7 separate regions of the Mus musculus genome follow, and all the other regions are linked to region 7. A link is a contact called in public ChIA-PET, HiChIP or PLAC-seq and promoter capture Hi-C data. All regions are on one chromosome and are shown on one strand. The core of a region is the stretch at or near the end of the contact, and the rest is flanking DNA. Distances in the headings are between cores, read along the strand shown. Region 1 holds the start of Atf6b (activating transcription factor 6 beta). Region 2 holds the start of Cfb (complement factor B). Region 3 holds the start of Slc44a4 (solute carrier family 44, member 4). Region 4 holds the start of Neu1 (neuraminidase 1). Region 5 holds the start of Stk19 (serine/threonine kinase 19). Region 6 holds the start of Ppt2 (palmitoyl-protein thioesterase 2). Region 7 holds the start of AA388235 (expressed sequence AA388235).

The links. Promoter capture Hi-C pulls out the DNA fragments that hold promoters and counts their contacts. ChIA-PET counts read pairs in DNA pulled down with a chosen protein or histone mark. HiChIP or PLAC-seq counts read pairs in DNA pulled down with a chosen protein or histone mark.
Region 1: a contact with region 7 is called in a promoter capture Hi-C map of liver, with 3 times the contacts expected there. The contact joins the promoter of Atf6b here to the promoter of AA388235 in region 7. A contact is called at or near these places in 1 of 39 promoter capture datasets (liver) and 6 of 115 datasets of contacts at active chromatin or transcription factors (acute myeloid leukemia, astrocytes, bone marrow-derived macrophages and 3 more).
Region 2: an HNF4G HiChIP or PLAC-seq map of pancreatic cancer cells shows a contact between it and region 7. The contact joins the promoter of Cfb here to the promoter of AA388235 in region 7. A contact is called at or near these places in 3 of 39 promoter capture datasets (embryonic stem cells, hippocampal neurons and liver) and 2 of 115 datasets of contacts at active chromatin or transcription factors (memory CD8 T cells and pancreatic cancer cells).
Region 3: a contact with region 7 is called in a FOXA1 HiChIP or PLAC-seq map of pancreatic cancer cells. The contact joins the promoter of Slc44a4 here to the promoter of AA388235 in region 7. A contact is called at or near these places in 2 of 39 promoter capture datasets (cranial neural crest and liver), 1 of 115 datasets of contacts at active chromatin or transcription factors (pancreatic cancer cells) and 3 of 9 other capture datasets (embryonic stem cells, liver and pancreatic islet).
Region 4: a contact with region 7 is called in a promoter capture Hi-C map of embryonic stem cells, with 2.5 times the contacts expected there. The contact joins the promoter of Neu1 here to the promoter of AA388235 in region 7. A contact is called at or near these places in 2 of 39 promoter capture datasets (embryonic stem cells and hippocampal neurons), 1 of 115 datasets of contacts at active chromatin or transcription factors (astrocytes) and 1 of 9 other capture datasets (adipose tissue).
Region 5: a contact with region 7 is called in an RNA polymerase II ChIA-PET map of memory CD8 T cells, with 8 read pairs. The contact joins the promoter of Stk19 here to the promoter of AA388235 in region 7. A contact is called at or near these places in 2 of 39 promoter capture datasets (embryonic stem cells and liver), 1 of 484 Hi-C or Micro-C datasets (B cells), 2 of 115 datasets of contacts at active chromatin or transcription factors (bone marrow-derived macrophages and memory CD8 T cells) and 1 of 9 other capture datasets (liver).
Region 6: a FOXA1 HiChIP or PLAC-seq map of pancreatic cancer cells shows a contact between it and region 7. The contact joins the promoter of Ppt2 here to the promoter of AA388235 in region 7. A contact is called at or near these places in 1 of 39 promoter capture datasets (embryonic stem cells), 1 of 484 Hi-C or Micro-C datasets (cerebellum), 3 of 115 datasets of contacts at active chromatin or transcription factors (bone marrow-derived macrophages, memory CD8 T cells and pancreatic cancer cells) and 1 of 9 other capture datasets (embryonic stem cells).

What each region holds. Positions count from the first base shown.
Region 1 is chr17:34,645,805-34,648,504 of GRCm38.p6, forward strand. Atf6b (activating transcription factor 6 beta) reads left to right here and starts at 1,342. Exons shown (of 18, transcript NM_017406.4): 1 at 1,342-1,512; 2 at 1,856-1,935; 3 at 2,415-2,493. The coding sequence starts at 1,410. Fkbpl (FK506 binding protein-like) reads left to right here. Exons shown (of 2, transcript NM_019873.3): 2 at 1-1,013. The coding sequence ends at 499.
Region 2 is chr17:34,861,227-34,863,926 of GRCm38.p6, forward strand. It overlaps Cfb (complement factor B), which reads right to left and starts at 1,288. Exons shown (of 18, transcript NM_008198.2): 1 at 826-1,288; 2 at 505-738. The coding sequence starts at 886. C2 (complement component 2 (within H-2S)) reads right to left here. Exons shown (of 18, transcript NM_013484.2): 14 at 2,637-2,700; 15 at 2,398-2,489; 16 at 2,119-2,248; 17 at 1,953-2,002; 18 at 1,376-1,805. The coding sequence ends at 1,632.
Region 3 is chr17:34,913,173-34,915,872 of GRCm38.p6, forward strand. Slc44a4 (solute carrier family 44, member 4) reads left to right here and starts at 1,294. Exons shown (of 21, transcript NM_023557.3): 1 at 1,294-1,348. The coding sequence starts at 1,315. Ehmt2 (euchromatic histone lysine N-methyltransferase 2) reads left to right here. Exons shown (of 27, transcript NM_145830.3): 27 at 468-901. The coding sequence ends at 648.
Region 4 is chr17:34,929,881-34,932,580 of GRCm38.p6, forward strand. It overlaps Neu1 (neuraminidase 1), which reads left to right and starts at 1,373. Exons shown (of 6, transcript NM_010893.3): 1 at 1,373-1,667; 2 at 2,036-2,228; 3 at 2,686-2,700. The coding sequence starts at 1,527. It overlaps Slc44a4 (solute carrier family 44, member 4), which reads left to right. Exons shown (of 21, transcript NM_023557.3): 21 at 235-556. The coding sequence ends at 356.
Region 5 is chr17:34,835,594-34,838,293 of GRCm38.p6, forward strand. Stk19 (serine/threonine kinase 19) reads right to left here and starts at 1,310. Exons shown (of 7, transcript NM_019442.3): 1 at 1,184-1,310; 2 at 837-973. The coding sequence starts at 1,283. It overlaps Dxo (decapping exoribonuclease), which reads left to right and starts at 1,426. Exons shown (of 7, transcript NM_001163770.1): 1 at 1,426-1,623; 2 at 1,800-2,161; 3 at 2,308-2,543; 4 at 2,633-2,700. The coding sequence starts at 1,806.
Region 6 is chr17:34,626,031-34,628,730 of GRCm38.p6, forward strand. It overlaps Ppt2 (palmitoyl-protein thioesterase 2), which reads right to left and starts at 1,405. Exons shown (of 9, transcript NM_001302396.1): 1 at 1,295-1,405; 2 at 775-965; 3 at 429-582. The coding sequence starts at 957.
Region 7 is chr17:33,980,240-33,982,939 of GRCm38.p6, forward strand. AA388235 (expressed sequence AA388235) reads left to right here and starts at 1,253. Exons shown (of 1, transcript NR_033305.1): 1 at 1,253-2,700.

The DNA of each region.
Region 1 (2,700 bases), core at 92-2,591, 670 kb after region 7:
TGCTAAACTCAGACTGGATTCCTTCACCAATGGCCGGGACTCCTGGGAGATGGAGGCTATGGAGAAGGAGGCTCTGGCCAAAGAAGAACACAGAAGGGGTACAGAACTGTTTCGAGCTGGGAACCCTCAAGGGGCTGCCCGATGCTATGGACGGGCTCTCCGACTGCTGCTGACGTTGCCCCCACCCGGCCCTCCCGAACGAACTACCCTTTATGCCAATCTGGCTGCCTGCCAGTTGCTGCTAGGACACCCCCAGTTGGCAGCCCAGAGCTGTGACCGAGTGCTGGAGCGGGAGCCGGGCCATTTAAAGGCCTTATACCGAAGGGGGGTTGCTCGGGCTGCCCTCGGGGACTTGGAAAAAGCCACTGCTGATTTCAAGAAAGTGCTAGCAGTAGATCCCAAAAACCGTGCAGCGAAAGAGGAGCTGGGGAAGGTGGTCATTCAGGGAAGGAAACAGGATGCAGGGCTGGCTCGGGGACTGCGCAAGATGTTTAGCTGATTAAAGGAGACAGGAACCCGCGAACTGTGGTCTGTGTTGTGGAATTTTCAAGGGCCCCGAAGGAAGTTGTTTGAACTCGTATCTCGTTCTGACCTACAGGGAGTTAGCGACGGTGTCAGTGAGCCACTTGGTGGAGGGAGTCCCGGGAAGCGTATCCACCTCCGAGGATAGGAGAGGTTGTCTATTTGGGACTGGCTGTGGCAAACGCCAGAACTTCCGGATGTCAGGGAGTTGCATCCCAGGGAGGTGGAGTTACAAGTGGTTGCGTGTCGCCAGGTGTGGGTGCTGAGAATGTAATCCAGACCCTTATAAGAGCAACAAGCACTTTCCTTTTGGGTGGGAGGGTTTGAGACAGGGCTTCTCTGTGTAACAACCCTGGCCGTCCTGGAGCACACTTTGTAGACCAGGCTGAGATCCGCCTGCCTCTGCCTCCTGAGTGCTGGGATTAAAGGCGTGCACCACTACCGCCTAGTCGCAATAAGCAATATTAAACTGCTGAGCCATCTCTTATCCTAAATGCTGGAACTTTGCTCATTCGTTTATTCATTAATAATTCATTCATTATGCGTGTGCCTTCATGAGTTTATGGGCACCACATGGGTGCAGATGTTTGCGGACAACTGCTCAAGCATGAACACTCTAGCCCAGATGCCGGAACCCTAAGTGCTAGGAACTACATTTCCCACAATGCTAGTTTCTGGGGCCTGTACGGCGCACGCACAGTCTCGCCTGGATCGGTAAAGCGGCTGACCCGTGCCATTGGCCCGGCATGCACAGTCATTGCTCCTTCGTGTCACGTGTTCACCAACTAAGCCTCTGACTGGTCATCAGGACTTCCGGGACGCCGGTTTTCCTCAGCGAGCTCATGGATTTGCCGCGGCCGGGAGGAGGCGGGCCGGGGAGCCGGCTCATGGTGGGGGGTGGGGGGAAGATGGCGGAGCTGATGCTCCTCAGTGAGATCGCCGACCCGACGCGCTTCTTCACCGACAACCTGCTGAGTCCGGAGGACTGGGGTGCGCGGAGTGGGGCCCCGGGGGAGGAGCGGGCTGAGGCTCGCCATGGGCCCGAGGCACGCGGGAAGGCAGCAGAGGGTGAACGAGGAAGGCTGGGCGGACGCCGAGCCCATCCTCCGAGGGAGAGCGCAGCGGGACTCGCGCTTCCCCGGGATGCGGGAGGAGGGAAGACCTTGGTCTCCCGTGGGAGCACGGGGCTGCCCGGGGTCAGGGGAGAGGGGCTGGACGCCTTAGGGTGTAAGGCTGAGCGAGTGGGCGGGCGGTGGGTCTGGCCCGGCCGAGCCAATGAGGGATGGAGCCGGGGCTGGCGTGCCACCCTCCTGACACGCGGGCCTCCATGCAGACAGCACCTTGTACAGTGGCCTGGATGAAGTGGCCGAGGAGCAGGCACAGTTGTTCCGTTGCGTGGAGCAGGATGTCCCGGTATTGCTACCTCAGAGTTTCTCTTATGACCCTTGGTGGTGGGAGGGCGACCCCAAACTTGGAGTCATTGCCAAGCCACAGAGCTCATCAGGGTGTCACCCCTGCTCATGTTAAACTCGAAAATTTCGAGGAGAAAGACCAGTTTCAAAAGTCCATTGGTCTAATTGGCTCAAGTTTTATTTTAGAGGCGCACCCGGGACTAGCCAACTAAGTCAGGATTTTAGAGAGCAGCCCCTTCTGGCCTTTTGGGATCCTTCTTATGGGGTACAGATAAAAGACTGACAGCTGTGTGTCTACAGGGGCGAGAATAGGTGGTTAGTGGTTGTTAGTAAAATACAACGAAAGCAAAAGAGAAACATTTTTTTCTGTAAACTATGGAGCCTTGACACAGTGGGCGTCTTAATTTGCAAGCTGTGTCGCTCCTGTTTTGCTGTCGTACTTTCTCACCTTCCTGCCCGCTAATATGTCCCACTGCTTAGTTTGACAGCAGCTCTCTGGATGTGGGGATGGATGTCAGCCCCCCTGAGCCCCCTTGGGACCCTCTACCCATCTTCCCAGGTAAGGCGCCCTTAGGATTCCCCTCATCTTTCCAAATGCCCTTCTCTTCCCACTGCTTCCCAGAAACTAACATCCCTGTGTGCTCCTCCCTGTGATCCCTGGGGTGTTGTCTGCCCTTACTCTCCTGCCCCACCTCAGCACCACGCTACAGGCAATGCTAGGCTCTGCTCCTCCGTTACTCATTTCTGCAGTGTTGGTTTGGCACAG
Region 2 (2,700 bases), core at 38-2,537, 880 kb after region 7:
AGGTAAAAGTCACTGAGCGCTGTTTCTAGGTCCTTCCTGGTCTTAGAAATCCTGTGACTGAGAAACAGTACCTGCCTAGTCCCCTCAACCCTACTGTCCCGCCTCTTGTGTTATGGGACTATTTTGTTTGCTCTGAGGCAAGGTCTCATGTAGCCCAGGCTGGCTTCCAACTATGAAGCTGAAGATCGTTAAGCTCCTGCCCCTATGTCCTGAGTGTTAGGGCTGCAGGCACGCACCACACCTGCTTCATGCAGTACTGCTTTGTGCATGGTAGGCAAGCACTCTACCAACTGATCTACATTTCTAGACCCCCTTTCTGGTTTTCTGAGTATTGTTTTCACTGCCCGAGGAAAGCCTCCCATCACACACCTGCAGAGGTGTGCCTGTGCTCAACCAGCCCACGGGTCAGACTGCCAGTCTCATAGCTCTCATCTTACCCAGCACTGAACAGCCTCCACCCCACTCTGCCCAGCTGCCCACTGCCCACATCCCCCAATCTCCAACCTCTGCATTCCGCCTTCTGGACAATCTTTTGGTCTCGGGTCTGCAGGTCGCTCCAGGAGCCTGTGGATCTGCAGGTTCGAGTCTGCACGGGGTATGGGTAGAAGCCAGAGGGACATAGGTACTCCAGGGCCTGACCGCCTTGGAGAAGTTGAAAGGAGCCGCCTTTGATCTCTACTCCCTCCAGAGAGCAGGAGACTTGGGGCCGGGCCTCAAGCACTGGAGTTGCGCTCACACCTGAGGAGAAAGTCTAGTGAAGTCTGGCCCCAGAAGGCCAAAGACAGATGCTGGGGACAAAAAGAGGATGGAATATCCTTTGCTTACCTCCAGAGGAGAAGCCTAAGACCAAGAGGACGAGGCAGAGCTGGGGGCTCTCCATTGTCATGGAAAGCACCAGAGAGTCCAGTGGCCCAAAGCCCTCTCCAGGTCACTCTGGGTGCCTATTTGACCTCCTGTCCAAACTGAAACCCAAATGCTGGATCTGGCTACACCCCTTTCCCACTGTCCCCTAACCTTTTATGCAATCTGCTCTGGCATCTGCAGCCTGGCCAGCCTACCCTGCGCACGCAGCCACTGCTTCCCGGAACATTCATGAAGGAGGGCCCCAGCTGAACTGCCAACTGAGGAAACAGAAACTATGTGAGCCCCACCCTTGACTGACCAAGGGCCAGAACTTCCCTTTCAAAGCTCCCTCTTAGCCCCCAGACCCCTCCTAACAAGCACAGACCACCACCTCCACTACCCCCAATTTAAAAGATCAGTCTTTCCATGGACTGTGTGATGGAGCAAAGTCCATCCACTGTTTGTGCAGCAAGGACTCTGACCTTCCTGGAATCTTCCTGGCCTCCCCACCCCCCAAGACATAAGACAGACAGGATGTGGAAATCATTGATTTTTATTAATTACATAACTGGGAAATTCCGTGTGAAAGCAAAAGGAGCACGGGTCATCCACACTAGAGAGAGACTTGCTTCACAGGTGGCACAGAGGTCCCGGCACAATCCTGGGGATTCCCTAGCTTTTGCCACTGTCTCTGGGCTCCCGGGGCCCAAGATTTATGTATCCAGGAGTGAGAACGCTCAGAGGTATTAGACAGGAAGTTCAGACTAATAAAGGAGTCAGTGACCATGTTAAAGTGGCAGAAAGTCCAGGACACCATCCAGGTGCTGCCTCAGCCAGGGCTGCAGGCGGAAAAGACTAATGTGGAAGTCCCTTGGCAGAACACCACGTGGAGGTTTCTTGCGCAAGTTTTTGTTGGAGGAACCATGACAAGGGTCAAAAAGACCCCAACTCACCAGGCCCACCTGGAGGGAAGAGACAACAGGGTGGAGATAGTGGTGGCCCCACTCTAAGCCTCGACCTCTCTGGTTCCTCTCAAAGGCCTCCCACTTGCCCCCAGCAAGAAGAACTTGTGCCCTGGCAGGGAGGCCCCTCCGGGTCCTGCTTCTCACCTGGAAGAACCTGTATCTCCGTCCAAGGAAAACGGCTCCCCCAGATTCTCCTTCAGGGAAAGAAAAGACAGTATTGTCCAGAACAGTACACTAGCATTTGGAGTGCTTGCTAACCGGTTACAGGGACACCGTAGCCTTCTCCCTGGAAGTCCAGGATCAGACTAACCTTTGCAAGGATTGTCATCTTCCTCCTCCATCCCACTGCATAGGAACTGGTCTGTCACCACCTCGCTAACGTTTGTCAAGCTGGGGAAGATGTTTTTGTTTTGGGAGACAGCCTGGATACACCTTGTCCACTGCGGTGTGGGGCATAGGAGAGAAGAATGAGGACATTCCAGGAGACATTAGGCAGACCTGTAAGGTCCAAGAATCGAGACTCCAGGCAGGGCTGGACATTCTGGGAGCTGCCTCCAGGGTATCCCAGCATCCCTTACTAAGCTCTCACCTCAGGTCCTGTCCTGAGGTTGATGTTGAGTCTGTTCCCATTCAAAGCTACAAAATGTGCAGGAACTTTCTGCTGTGACAGAAGTTCTGTCTCTGCCATTGGGGAGAAGTGGGTGTTGGTACAGATTTCTTTACTCAGCTTGAGGACTGCAGCCCGGTCCCTGCTGGCACTCTGCAAGAACCTGATCCCTGCAAGCTCTGGCTGCAACCCACCAAGAACCTCAAGCCTCCAGCACTCACCATGATCTTTACAGGTACTACCTGGGGATCTCCGCAGAGCCATGTTGGCTCCCACAGTGCAAGG
Region 3 (2,700 bases), core at 44-2,543, 930 kb after region 7:
AACAAGAGAAGTCCAGGTTGCCCTGGTATCACATGCCTGTCATGCTAGTGTTTGAAAGAGCTTGAAGCAGAAGTACCTACAAATTCAAGGCCAGCCTGGGCTAACTACAGAGTTCAGGACAGCCAGGCCTATGTAGAGAGACCCTATCTTAAGCAAAAAACAAGAAGGGGGATGGGGGCTAGTGTGGGTTGGCTGGATGGTTGAGTATACTAGGCCCTGGGCAGGCTGCATCCCACTTCCCGCAGAGCCTCGGGAGAGTCTGGTCACAAGGCAGGAAGGCTAGAAGCCTGCATTTATGACAGTTCTCTGGGAGTGTGAGTCAACAGAGCCAACAAGGACCTGGAGTCCATCTGCAGGAGTGGTTGGGTGGAAGAAGGTGGATCCCTCAAGAGGGCTCCTGGGCTCTATGAGATGGGTTTGAAGTGTCTAGATCCAAGGGCCAAGAGCTCCTGTGTTTCCTCTGCCAGCTTTGACTACGGTGACCGATTCTGGGACATCAAGAGCAAGTATTTCACCTGCCAGTGTGGCTCTGAGAAGTGCAAGCATTCAGCGGAGGCCATCGCCCTGGAGCAGAGCCGCCTGGCCCGGCTGGACCCCCACCCGGAGCTGCTCCCTGACCTCAGCTCCCTGCCCCCCATCAACACCTGAGGACTCTTAAAATCCAGGCCGGGCACTGCCCTTCAGACATTTCTCCATCAGAGACCCCAGTAAGGCCTGGAAGGTCGATGGCCCCTCTCCCAGAGCTGGTTTCTCACTGGGAGTGCAAGTGACTTCAGGGCTGGCCTTCCCCACTGAGCCTGGCCTCAGTTAGCTGATTGAAGTTGGGCCTCTGCCAGCTGATTTTCTGTGTTCTCAATAAATGTTGGGTTTGGTAATAAACTGTCTGGTGATTGTTTCAGGACGATGAGGACTATGGGGCTGAGGGGACAGTTGGGTAGGAAGCAAGCTGTGGCTGTGGGGTGGAAGAGAACAGCTGTGGGGCACCCACTGGCCACAGGGGTTTAAGGAAAAGCAAATCACAACCTAGAGGTTTGGGTGTGCCACAGTTGAAGTACTCTAAACAATTATGCAGTGTTTCCTTATCAAAGTGCTCCGGTTTCTTCCTGCTGCGGTCCGTAGCAGACCCGGTAAGCAGCTCCTGGGACCCAGTTCTGAGCCCTGGTACCCCTGGGCTGGTCAAGAGTTGAGATCTGAAAAAGGAACTGTAGAGGACCACAGGCAGGGGCGGGGCTGTGACGTCTGGGAGGGAGGGCGGGGCGGGCGGCAGGTGAGCGGCTAGGTCTCCGTGGCTCCAATCACTCCGGAGACTGAGCCATGGGGAGAAAGCAGAATGAGAACGAGGCTCACGGTAAGGCTAGGGGCAGAGGCCCGGGCTCTGGAGAGAGGTGGCCGGGCTCTGCAGCCATGGCAGCTGAGGTTGGATCCTGACAGAGGAACTGGAGTCCTGGGTCTCTGAGGAGCGGCTACAGGAAAACAGGAGTCAAGGAAAAGAGACAGAATCAGGTCCTGGAAGGATGGTCTGAGCCGCCAGAAAGATCTTGCATACTAAATGGAACCTGGATGAGCAGGAGTTGGGGCTGGCGTCCCTGTGTGGCCAGCGGAGTGGGGAGGTCAGGCCTGGGCTGTAGGTCCCTGAGGGCAGAGCCCTAGCAAACAAAGCCTGTGTGGTTAGGAGGCAGGTTAGGGTCCCGATGCTCTGGACTTAGAGTCCAGCAGTGTCCTGCGCTGTGGTTGCTGGGGGGGGGGGTGTCTGTCAACCCACACCCTGTGAAGAGGCAGGAGCTGAGACTCCTGTTGGGATCTGTGTGAAGAGTTGGGGAGATGGGCCTCTGAACTAATAAAGTCCTTTGAGGAGTAGGGGGCTGGAACCCCAAACTTCTGCAGTCAGCCTGCTAGGATTCCTGTGAAATGGAGGGCCTGGGACCCTGAGCTGCTGGGGTCTGCATGCTAGAGTCCCAGAGGGGGGGGGGCAGGTACCGTGGACTAAAGGAATTCTTGTGAGAATTTGGGGTGGGACCCCGAGATGCTAGGGTCTGCCTGCAAGGACCCCTGTGAGGAGTGGGGCCTAAGGTGGAGAGACAACTGACACCTGCCTTCAGGTTTCAGTTGGGAAGAAGTGTGTATGTTGGTGTATCTAGAGCACTTTAAGTAATCGGGGCCAGGGCTGTGTGGAAGGGGAGGTCTGAGGGGAAACAGGGGAGGCCTGTTTCCAGAACTGCTGAAGTAAAGGGCTGGAAATCTTTCCCCCAGATCCTGAGACTGGACGGGGAAGAGAGAGGGCTGAGGGTTGGGCCTCCTCTAGGTGGGGCTGGTGTCCCCTAGAAGACCGAGTAATAGCCAGAGCACAGAAAACTTCCTGGAACAGCCTTGGGTCAATCATTGACCCTGTGTCTGTGAGCCCGGGTGGGACAGAGTCCAAAATGCCCACAAAAGAAGATACCTGCCCCAGGCTAGCCCACCCCTCAGCTGTCCCTCAGTGCCCACCAGGACCCTGGCAGCCTGGCCCCGCCCTGCCCCGCCCCCTCCCCTGTGTACTCAAGGAGGACCAGGAACAGGACGTGGCCACAAGGCCACAACCACAGCAGCCGGCTCAGGTGTCAATCTGGCTGGCCACCCAGAGCCGTGCGGTAGCCGGAGTGGGGTGGTGGTGGTGGGGCGGTCTTCGGAGCTCCCATTGCCCTGCAGGGTTTCATAGCTTTA
Region 4 (2,700 bases), core at 123-2,622, 950 kb after region 7:
TTTTTTTTTTGTCTTGTTATCACCCTATGACATATACAGTTATTTATCCCACTTTGTGTGAGAAAAACAGGTTATACAGCCTGGTCTACAGCCAGCCAGGGAAGTTGTATCAAACTGCCTGAAGTGGCCCGGACAGGAAACCAGGATGTTTGGTTTATACACCCCAGATTATTTTGGGGTACAGTGGGGTGCCATTATCAGGATCCACCCTGACGGATCTACTTTGCCTCTCAGTCGAGGACCTGGAGAGAAATGATGGTTCCCAGGAGCGGCCTTACTACATGCCCAAGGCACTCCTGAAGATTCTGGGCAAGAAGAATGAGGCACCTACAGGGGGAAAGACCAGGAAGAAGTGAGAGACTCATCGTGACCTGGAAATGCAGCCCTCCTGTACAGAAGCCCTGCCGTCAATGCCTTGAGAATCACGATTTTGTAGAAAACAGATTTTATTAAAGACTAATATTTTATATTCTTGATAAGTTTATGGCTTTATTTTCAGTGAAAACTTGCTTCCTTTTTTTTTTTTTTTAATTAAAATCCAAATTGCTATCACACGATTCAATACCCAGTAAGAAAAACTTGTTCGGTGACTGAGGCCAGGAGACTGGGGTGTAACTCAGCTGGTAGAGTTTGCCTAGCATGGAAGGGTCCCCGGATTCTGTCTATAGCATAAGCAGGGCTGGGACACATGCCTGTAATCGGTACTTGGGAGGTACAGGCAGGAGCACTGGAATTTCCAAGTTATCTGTGTCTGTTTAGAGACAGAATTTTTCTGTGTAGCCCTGGCTATCCTAGAACTCACTCTGTAGACCAGGCTGGCTTAGAACTCAGGAAGGAGGGTGGCTCTTTTTTCATTCATTCGTCGCTTTTTTTTTTTTTTTTTTTTTTTAGCTTTTCAAGACAGGGTTTCTCTGTGTAGCCCAGGCTGGCCTCGAACTCAGAAATTTGCCTGCCTCTACCTCTGCCTCCCAAGTGCTGGGATTAAAGGCGTGCGCCACCACGCCCAGCTGCTTATTATTTTTAACCTAGTGATTCTAATCAGTGTTAGTCATGTGCTTAAGGGCATTGGGGTCATCCACTGGGACGTGGGGTACCATGGGCACACTCCTAAAGAAAAGTGCCTTTCTCTCCCCTAGCAGCCATCAACTGCCAAGATCTCCTCAGCTAGGAGTGGGGCTTCCCAACCCTAGGGACTCATACAAACTAGGAAGGTACTCTACCAACTGAGTCATATGCCATCCCTAACCTGTCTCTTCCACAAGGGGTCAGTGCCTTTCATAGCCGCCGGTTGCTTTAAAACACGCCCCGCCCCTTTCGTCACGTTCTGGCGTTAGAGCCAGTCAAAAGGCTCACACAGACTGGGGCCGCCTCTGGGTCACATGCTGATGGACTAATTGGAGTCGCGGCAGCGCGGGCTGCGGCCCCCAAGGGGAGGGGTCGGAGTGACGTGCGCGCTTTTAAAGGGCCGAGGTCAGCTGACGGCTTGCCACCGGTGACCAGTTCCTGGACAGGGATCGCCGGGAGCTATGGTGGGGGCAGACCCGACCAGACCCCGGGGACCGCTGAGCTATTGGGCGGGCCGTCGGGGTCAGGGGCTCGCAGCGATCTTCCTGCTCCTGGTGTCCGCGGCGGAATCCGAGGCCAGGGCAGAGGATGACTTCAGCCTGGTGAGCCTTGCTGCACCTGCAGAGGTGGCCACTGCCCAGCTCGGCCATCCCTCCGCGTGACACTCCTGCCCCTCCATCCCCTCCCAACACCTTTGCTTCCTTGGGCCCCTGGCTCAACTGTTATGGGGTCCTGCCCCTCATCCCTGAAGGTTCCTTCTCCCCTCGCAGCCTCTCCTTGCTCAGGAGCCTCCAGGTTCGGCCCATACTATCCTCTGGGCTCCCACCTCTTGTTCTAGGACACCCTTCACCCCTACTCAGGCTCCCCATTACCCTCTCTCATGGGAACCCTGGCTGGAGCCAGTACCTATCGGTCTTAGGTACCTTAAACCTCGTGAAGCTTGTCTGCATTGAGGTGTCCTTCTGCGCAGGTGCAGCCGCTGGTGACCATGGAGCAGCTGCTGTGGGTGAGCGGGAAGCAGATCGGCTCTGTAGACACTTTCCGCATCCCGCTCATCACAGCCACCCCTCGGGGCACGCTCCTGGCCTTCGCTGAGGCCAGGAAAAAATCTGCATCCGATGAGGGGGCCAAGTTCATCGCCATGAGGAGGTCCACGGACCAGGGTAACAAAGGCTCCCGGGTGGAAAGAGCGGGTGCTGGGTTGTATGGGTGATCGGGGTAGGGAGTTGGGGGTTCCCTTCATCAATGGAGCAGAGCCGAGCAGACCCCGGGGACCACTGAGCTGCTGGGCTGGTTGGGGTCAGGGGCTCACAGCGATCTTCCTGCTCCTGGCATCCGAGGCCAGGGCAGAGGATGACTTCAGCCCAGAGATAGAACTTTGGGGCTTGAGTCCCTAATGAGTTAGGGAAACCAGAGGATGAATTTTGTCCATAGTTTCTGTAACTAAGAACCAAGGTACTGAAAATGAGAATTATGTCTCAGGGGAATTAGCAGGAAATAATGTCAGAGAAAGAAGAAACATGGTTCTGGTGCCACATTGAGGTCCCCGGGGAGAGGCAGGAAGTAAACAACAACCCGTACAATTTTCTCTCTGCTCTTTTTTTTTTCTTCTTCTTCTAGGTAGCACGTGGTCCT
Region 5 (2,700 bases), core at 60-2,559, 860 kb after region 7:
AAAACAGTTATAGAAAAGGAAGCACAGGGGCCATGGCCTGAGGAGGAGGTCAGAAGTCACCTGCAGGAATCAAGGTCAGAAACTCTGTAACAATATAAGGACAAAGCTAAGCAAGAAGGATCTGTGACAGCCTCTAAGGAGGAACTGCCCTAGTTAAAAGGAGCCCAGAGAGGTATGTAGCAGCAGAGAGCCGTTCACAGTGTTCTGACCTTCAACTCAGGCAGAGGTCTGAGAGTTCCTATAAAACAGAGACTGAAATCTGCCCACTGTGGATTTTTTTTGTGTGAAGAGACATGGCCCTGGCTTTCAATCGCCTTCTAAACTTGGCCACGAGGTTACATCACTCCTCTAGTCTCCCTAAGTATCTCATTTAGCCCCTATGCCTTGTGCACCACAGCCTAGAATGATCTGCAGCGTCATAGCCCACTGTCTCATACATCTATAATCTGCAACTCAGTGTACGCACATCAGGCAAGCAGCTACTCGGTGCCTCCCTCCTCTAGTCAATCCCCTAATCACTAACTGATCACTTGGGAAATCTGGGAATTAACACTAGACTCATCTCTCTCCTTCAGTCAATCTCTCTCACCGGTGACCTTCAGTACACCTTTGTCCGCGCTCACTAACCTTCTCTAACAGCCATCACCTGTCAGATGTGACATCTGCCTGCAGTTCCAAACCCCTGGGATTTGCTCTGCATTTGCCTTGGCCTAACGCCTGCTGACGGACGACTGAGTGTCTGAGCGACAGGGACTTGGCGAGTGCCCTCGAGGCTGCGGGTCGGAGGGCCGGGGCTGGTGGGGGGGGGACACGCCAAAGGTCTCCAAGGTGCTCACCAGTTGTAGGTCGGCCACCGTCCGGTCTGGCACCAGACTGTACACTTGGCTCCTCAGCGCGATGGGCGGCAGCGCATCCTCGAACAGCCCCCGGGGAAACAGCTTCACGAGCTCCTCGATGGCCTCGCGCGCCGAGCCTGTGGTGGAGCAAGCGCGTGGTCAGGTCCGGGTGGAGAGCGAGGGTGGAGACAGCGCGGAGGTTCGGACGCCCCAGCCCTCAGAGTCGCTGCCCAGCGCCTGGGTTGCCATGGTTACTACCCTAGGTCCTCCTCCTCCTCCTCCTCCTCCCCCCCCTCCTCCAAGGGTGGATACCCTCGGGCTTTCCGCGCCCAGGTTGCCATGGTTACCTGCTCTTGTTCTTAAAGGATCCGCTCTCACGGGCCCCGGCGCCCGCCTCCGCTTCACCCCAAAAGCCTCAGACGCCAGGAGCCGTCTCTTGCGATTCATAACCCGGATTTCAGGATTCCGGGAAAGGAGTCCCGAAGACCGCGTCTTCCGGCACAGAATAATGACGACGGGCCCTCTGGCTGGTCGTCTGAGTTTGATGACGAAGGCAGCCTCACTTCCGTCGCCCGCACCGCTGCTGATTGGCTCCCGACCAGAGCGCTCACTGGGGCGCGCCGAGGCGCGAGTGGCCCGCCTGGGTTCCCGCTCCGGTGCAGACGGACCTCGCCCACTCCGACGCTGAGGGCGGATGAGAGCGTCATCAGAAACAGCAACTCCGTGTTTGCATCCTTCTCCGGCTTCTGACGTGCGGCCCTGACGCCGTAGCCTCGAGGAGGTGGAGGTCGGTCAGGGTGGGGAGCTTTGAGGTAACCAAGTCTTAGCTTCAACCCCCAAACTCCTCAAGCTCGCCGCGTTCGTTGGTCCGTGGGTGGGAACGAGGCGCCCGGCTCCTGACACGCAGAGCCCAAACCTGGAAGCTCACTCGCTCCTTATCCACTGGAAACGCTTTCCTCGCAGGACCTCATGGAACCCAGAGGGACTAAGAGAAAAGCGGAGAAGACAGAGGTGGAAAAGCCTTTGCACAAACTCCCCCGGGCAGTCCCTTTACTGCGGACACAGCCCTCTCTGTACTCGGGACCCTTCCCGTTCTACCGGCGTCCATCCGAACTGGGCTGCTTCTCCCTGGACGCACAACGCCAGTACCATGGAGATGCCCGAGCCCTCCGCTACTACAGCCCCCCTCCCATCAACGGCCCAGGCCCGGACTTTGACCTCAGAGATGGATACCCTGACCGATACCAGCCCCGGGACGAGGAAGTCCAAGAGAGGTTGGACCATTTGCTGCGCTGGGTCCTGGAACACCGGAACCAGCTGGAGGGGTGAGCCCGGTGCAACGCAGAAGCTGACCTGGTGACCCGGCTTTCTCTTCTGAAGTTGGGAAAGCCAAATGGTCTTTAGTGGGGACTTTGAGTCAACAGAAGTAAAACTCGAGTCAGACCATAAACCCCGCATTCTTCCCTCCCAGGGGTCCCGGCTGGCTGGCAGGGGCCACGGTGACATGGAGAGGGCACCTGACAAAATTGCTGACCACGCCGTATGAGCGGCAGGAGGGCTGGCAGCTGGCAGCCTCCCGGTTCCAAGGGACACTGTACCTAAGTGAGGTGGAGACCCCGGCTGCTCGGGCCCAGAGGCTTGCACGGCCACCCCTCCTCCGGGAGCTCATGTACATGGGCTACAAATTTGAGCAGTACATGTGCGCAGGTGAGAGTCGTCGCAGCCGTGCGGTCCCTCTCCCCTTCCACAGAGGTCGAGATCCCCTTCCTCTGCTGCTGCCTTCTCTTCTTGTGCAGACAAACCCGGAGGCTCCCCAGACCCCTCTGGGGAAGTTAACACCAACGTGGCCTACTGCTCTGTGCTA
Region 6 (2,700 bases), core at 155-2,654, 650 kb after region 7:
AAGAGGGCATCAGATCTCATTACAGATGGTTGTGAGCCACCACATGGTTGCTGGGAATTGAACTCTGGACCTCTGGAAGAGCAGTCAGTGAGTGCTCTTAACCGCTGAGCCATCTCTCCAGCTCCGAAAGGGTCTTAAGAATAGCCACTGGAGTGATCCTTACTTCCTGTCTCTCAGAATCCCAGGCCTCCGATACACTCCATTCCAGCACGGGTCACAGGTCACATGATGGAGCCATGGTGCGAGTTTAGGCCTCTGACCAACTGAAATGCTTTTAGCTGCTCTGTAATTCCTTAAATCTAAGAACCATGGCCAATGAGCACAGAAGGAACCCTCCCTCCCACTCAGGACACAAACGCCAGAAAGTAGGCCTTAGATAAGGGTCAAGCTCAGACGGGGGTTGGGAGTTAAGAGTGTGCGTTGCTTACCCTGGGAGTAGCAGATGAGGTGCACTCCTTCAGGGGCCTTTTCCATGATGGGGACCACAGCCTCTCGGAACCCTTGTACCTGTTCCCACAGGGGCCGCAAACTCTCTCTGCCATCGAAGAGATCAAGCACTGTCACCACAGTCCCGGTGTGTGTCTGTGGGAAAGGGGCAATGCGGCACTAGGTTGGACAAAGTGTATTCACTGTGCTTGCAGGAACCCCCATCCCTCAGCTCTCCCCGTGCGGGGAGCAGTACCCTGAAAACTAGCCTAGAGGGGCTGGCTGTCTTTCATCTGCCCACGCTTCCTCCCCCAGCCACTTTATATCCATTCAGTATCCCCCACAGACCTCATTGATATAGTCCAGCAGGTGGCGGAAGCTGTATGAACTGTCAAAGAGCCCGTGCACCACGATCACGGGCTTGTAGGACCCGCGGTGGGCTGCGGGGGCTGCGGGCATCAGCAGCGGCAGGAACGGCAGGAGAAGCAAAGCCCAAGCCGAAGGAAGCCTCTGCCTCCATAGCCCCGGCATGCTCCCACCTGAGAAGGAACGAGAGGCCGTGAGGGAGACGACGCCTCTCCACTCCCAACAGACTCACAGCAAGCAACTCTCCGGCCTCCGCTCCTACTCCTGGTCCGTATGAGGGAAGGCTACTTTTAACTTACTCCATCCAGATGGCTCGGCACAAACACCTACCACCTCCATGCACCAATGCTCACCCTAAGTCCCGCCCCCAACTTGGCGCCCAAGGGACTTTGTCCCAAGGCCCAGGATCTCCCTTAAGCATCACCTCGGCCATTCACTACTCTGGGATCTGCAAAGGCCGGGGAACAGCGGCCCAGGACACACGGAGAGTGGAAACTCCCACCTGGTCTGTGTCTGGAGGCTTCGTTCCGCCAGCTGTTTACTTGTACCTAGTCTGTAATCCACCGGATACGGGGATAGGGGGACAAGGAGAGCGCGCAGTGGGATGACGGACGGGGCGCGGGGGGGGGGGGGGGGGTGCTGCTCGGGGTCGCGCAAAGCCGTCACGTCCGGGACTTTCCCTGGCAACAGGGCGAGCGTCCCCTGCAACGCGGACAGCGGACCGGAGGGGCAATGGAACATTCCATTGCACCCAAAGAACTGGGGAGGAAATAGACAGAGCGATCCATTTAGCCGGATGGGGAGAGGCAACAGCAGAAAAAGATAATACTGGGTTTCTAAAGAAGGCATTCCTAGGCTTCAGCTGCATCCAGCCACCCAGGGGTGCAACTTCCCCTCCTTAATGCGGCCCACTTTCCAATCCAGGCTGTCTGGCTTCGTAGCAGAGCCCAAGAAAACGTGCGAGGGGGGAGGTTAGGACTGACGAAAGGCGACTCCCGCTTCTATCGCTGGACGCCAGGCTTGTGTTAGGCCAGAGTGCCAGGCCGATCACAGCTGAAGAGCCCCTCTTCCCACTCCTGCCTGCCCTCCCGCTCCGGATCAGCGCCTTACAACTCTTCACTTTGAAGTGCGTGTTGTGCCCTTGTCTCCGGAGACGCCGAGAGTCCTCCAGGCCCCTCAAGTGAAGTGCAGCCTGACCCAGTTTCTCTGGCCCTACTTTTATCTCCGCATTCACGACCCACCCTCCCGGACCCACCTTATATGGGCGTGGGGCCCCGTGGGCTTCAAGGACTCACCACAGGATTTCCACCAGTCTTTCAATCCTGAGCGACCCCGACAAACTGCTCCTCAGATCCCTGCGGGCTGCTGGCGACACAAACCCTGCCAGTGCAGGCAGACTTCCTCCCCGCTGCGGGCGCTGGCACCACTCGGCCTACCCGTGACCCCTACGGCGCGCCGGAGTGCCAGGGAATAGCCTTTATCCGTCAGTGCTTTTACTTAGCAATTAAATAAGTTTGCAGGGTTTCTGAGCTTCAAGGCCTGTACTCAGGGACTTTGTTTAATCTGAACTTAATAAAACCAGAAGCGTGTATTGAAGATGGTGTGGGAGGGATGGGTCCAAGGTTCCCTCTGATCCATGCACGGTTGAAAAACCAGAACCACCGGTATGAGGCCGTGGGTAAAAATTTCTCAGACCTGGAACGGGCTCAAGCCAGGGCTTTGGAGACTGCTCTCCAGGACGCCACCAGAGGGGCTTTGTCCTAGAGCAACTGTCTCTGGAGAGAGTTGGAAAATCCTAAAGGGGTGTTTCTGATTCTCCTGCTAGGTTTCTGCAAAAAAGGCTCAACTGGTGTAACCTCTGTAGAGGGCCTATCCTTACCCCACCTCCCCACCCACGCCCTTACAAGA
Region 7 (2,700 bases), core at 3-2,502:
AGAATGTGAATCCATGACGGCAGAGGAAAGACATGGTACAAGAACAGTGTAAGCTCACACATCTATCTGCATACCAAAGGAGAGACACTGGGAACAGTGGGAGTCGCTCCTCCCCACCCTCCCATCAGTGCTTCATTGGCTTGCTCTCTCATGAGGTCACAGCTCAGTGGGTCAGCCATGTCCCTGCACTCACACTGGTCCTTGCTGTCTTCTGAGAGCACTGTCAGAAAGCACAGGTGTCGATCACACGTTGGCTTGTTCCAGTGGCAGTCGAGAGTTGTAGGCGTAGGACACAGTGTTCAAGGCGTCCTTGTAACGGTCCATGCATATGGTGATGCATTCCTGCTCAGAGTTGTCCAAGGAGCCCCAGGCTTCCTGATGCACTTCCTGAAACGCCTGTCAGTCATCTTGAGCAGCTCCTGCTCATGCGCAATGGCGGTCTGCACGTTCACCTGCTCTATAATGGTCCCTGGTCCAGCTTTCCGCAACCTACGCCATTAAAGTCCAGCCAGACCACAGGCACAGCCAAACGCAGGTGCCTGGAGCCTGGAAATGTTTAAAACCTCAATGCCCAGCCCAGTGACACTTCTCCAACCAAGCCACACCTCCAATCTTTCTCAAGAGTTCCATCTGCTGGATATGAAGGATTCATTCCTATGAGCCCGTGTGGCTGTTCTCATTCAAACCAGCATAGCGTTCACTATGAAATGGAAGAGACCAGCAGGGTTCTGCAGATGTGTCCAGTGCAATCTGACAGAGATACCCTCCAACAGGGGACTCTGCGGAGTTAGGTCTCCCCCTTTGCCTCTGTCCCCTCCTGCTCAGCCCCTCTCTGTCTCTGTCCTCAGGCCTCTCCCCATCAGTGCCCAGCTCCCCTCCCTCCTGAGCTATGCACTGACACTGTCTCTTCCTGGGCCTCTAGTTTCTCTCATGTGCTCAGCAGCAGGCTGTGGATCAGCTGTGTGGTTTTGATGTGAACATTCCAGTGGTGGCTGGAGAGATGGCTCAGAGCTGAGAGCACGTGTTCCTTGTTGGGAGCCGCCCCACATTCGCTGTCACAAGGTGGCGCTGACATCCTGTGTTCTAAGTGGTAAACAAATAATCTGCGCATGTGCCAGGGTACTCCTCCCCCCATGTACTCTGCCTTCCCCGTGACTACAACTCGGCCATGGGCTGCAGCCAATCAGGGAGTGATGCATCCTAGCAAAAATATAGTTCTCCTTAAAGAGGGAGGGGGTTTCCGCCATCTCTCTCTCGCTGGCATCTCTCTGGCTCTGCGCGCCTTGCGCTCTCTCGCTGCCTAAAGATGTAACAATAGGACTCGGCGCTCTGGCGCGCCCTCGCTCTCCCGCGCGCTCTGGCGCTCTGGCCCCATAAAGATGTAAGCAATAAAGCTTTGCCGCAGAAGATTCTGGTTGTTGTGTTCTTCCTGGCCGGGTGTGAGAGAACGCGTTTGTAACAGTTCCTGTTGCAGAGGATCCAGGGTGAGTTCCATCAGCACATGGTGGCTGTCAACCATCTGCAACTTCAGTTCCCAGGGATCGAATGCTAGTGCTAGTGCACATACATATTCACATACAAAAATGATTACATCTCATGACAATAAAATTTTAAAAATATGATTTGAAAAATACTCCTTCTCTTTCTCCTACACATCCAGAGTGTGAGGACAGGAGTGGAGGGCACAGGAATGTTTGGACATCACTGTCCCACCAGCCAATGAAGAGCGCTCTGTAACAGGACAGGAAAAGATGGTTGAAATAGAGTGTATTGAAATGACAATTTGTCAAAAAGCATAAAATTAAAAATACAGATGATATTTCATTTTATGAACCTACCATGCCCAGTGGGTCACAGCCTCATCCCAGGAAGAAGACACAGTGTGTGCTCATCTTTGCACTTGAGCTGATGTGAGTTTTTGATTCCCTATGAACAAGATAAATTCGACTCAGACGTTTGAATGCTAATTTGTAACAGCCCATGACATCCCAACATCCAGAGCATTCCTGCAGAGAAAGGTGTCCCCTTTCCCATCTTCCCTCCCACTGCAGACCCTCCAGAGTCTCACCTGTTGAAGATGAAAGAGAAGCATCGCATTCTTGGGCAACAGCGCCGCCTGGTGGAAGAAACAAAGAGGACAGCGTCTGAACCCACAGAGCTGAGGGTAAAGGGGATCCAGGCTGCTGAGCTGCCCCAGGGCCTCCTTCCTATCTGCACTTCTCCAGGGCTCTCAGGTCTCAGGCCGCCCTGCTCTCATCAAACTACATCCAGAAGAACTTTACGTGCTTTTCCAGCCGTGGGAAGAAAACTCCCTGTAAGAGGGGAGGCAGGAGGCAGAGCCATGGGTGCTAAAAGGAGCTGCAAAGCCCCAGAGAGCAGTTCCAGAACTCGGACAGGGACCATGGTGATGATTCTTTGATGTCAGCTACATGTGGGGTTAACTAAAACCTCAAAATGGAGGGCAGCATCTGTGAGGTGTTTTTGCTTAATTTGAAGTGTGAAAATCAATTTCTGATCCTTTTCTTTGAGGTAGGAAGACACAGGTGTAAACCAGAATATTTGAGCAGGAGCCCCTCCCACTTTTTGCTCTGGGCCATGACTTCTGCTGGAAGCCTACATGAAGACCTGGAAGAAGGAAAGGCTTGCTCTGTGTCTGCTTGCTCTTCTGGTTTCTACAGTTGCTGATTCAGGCATGGTGTT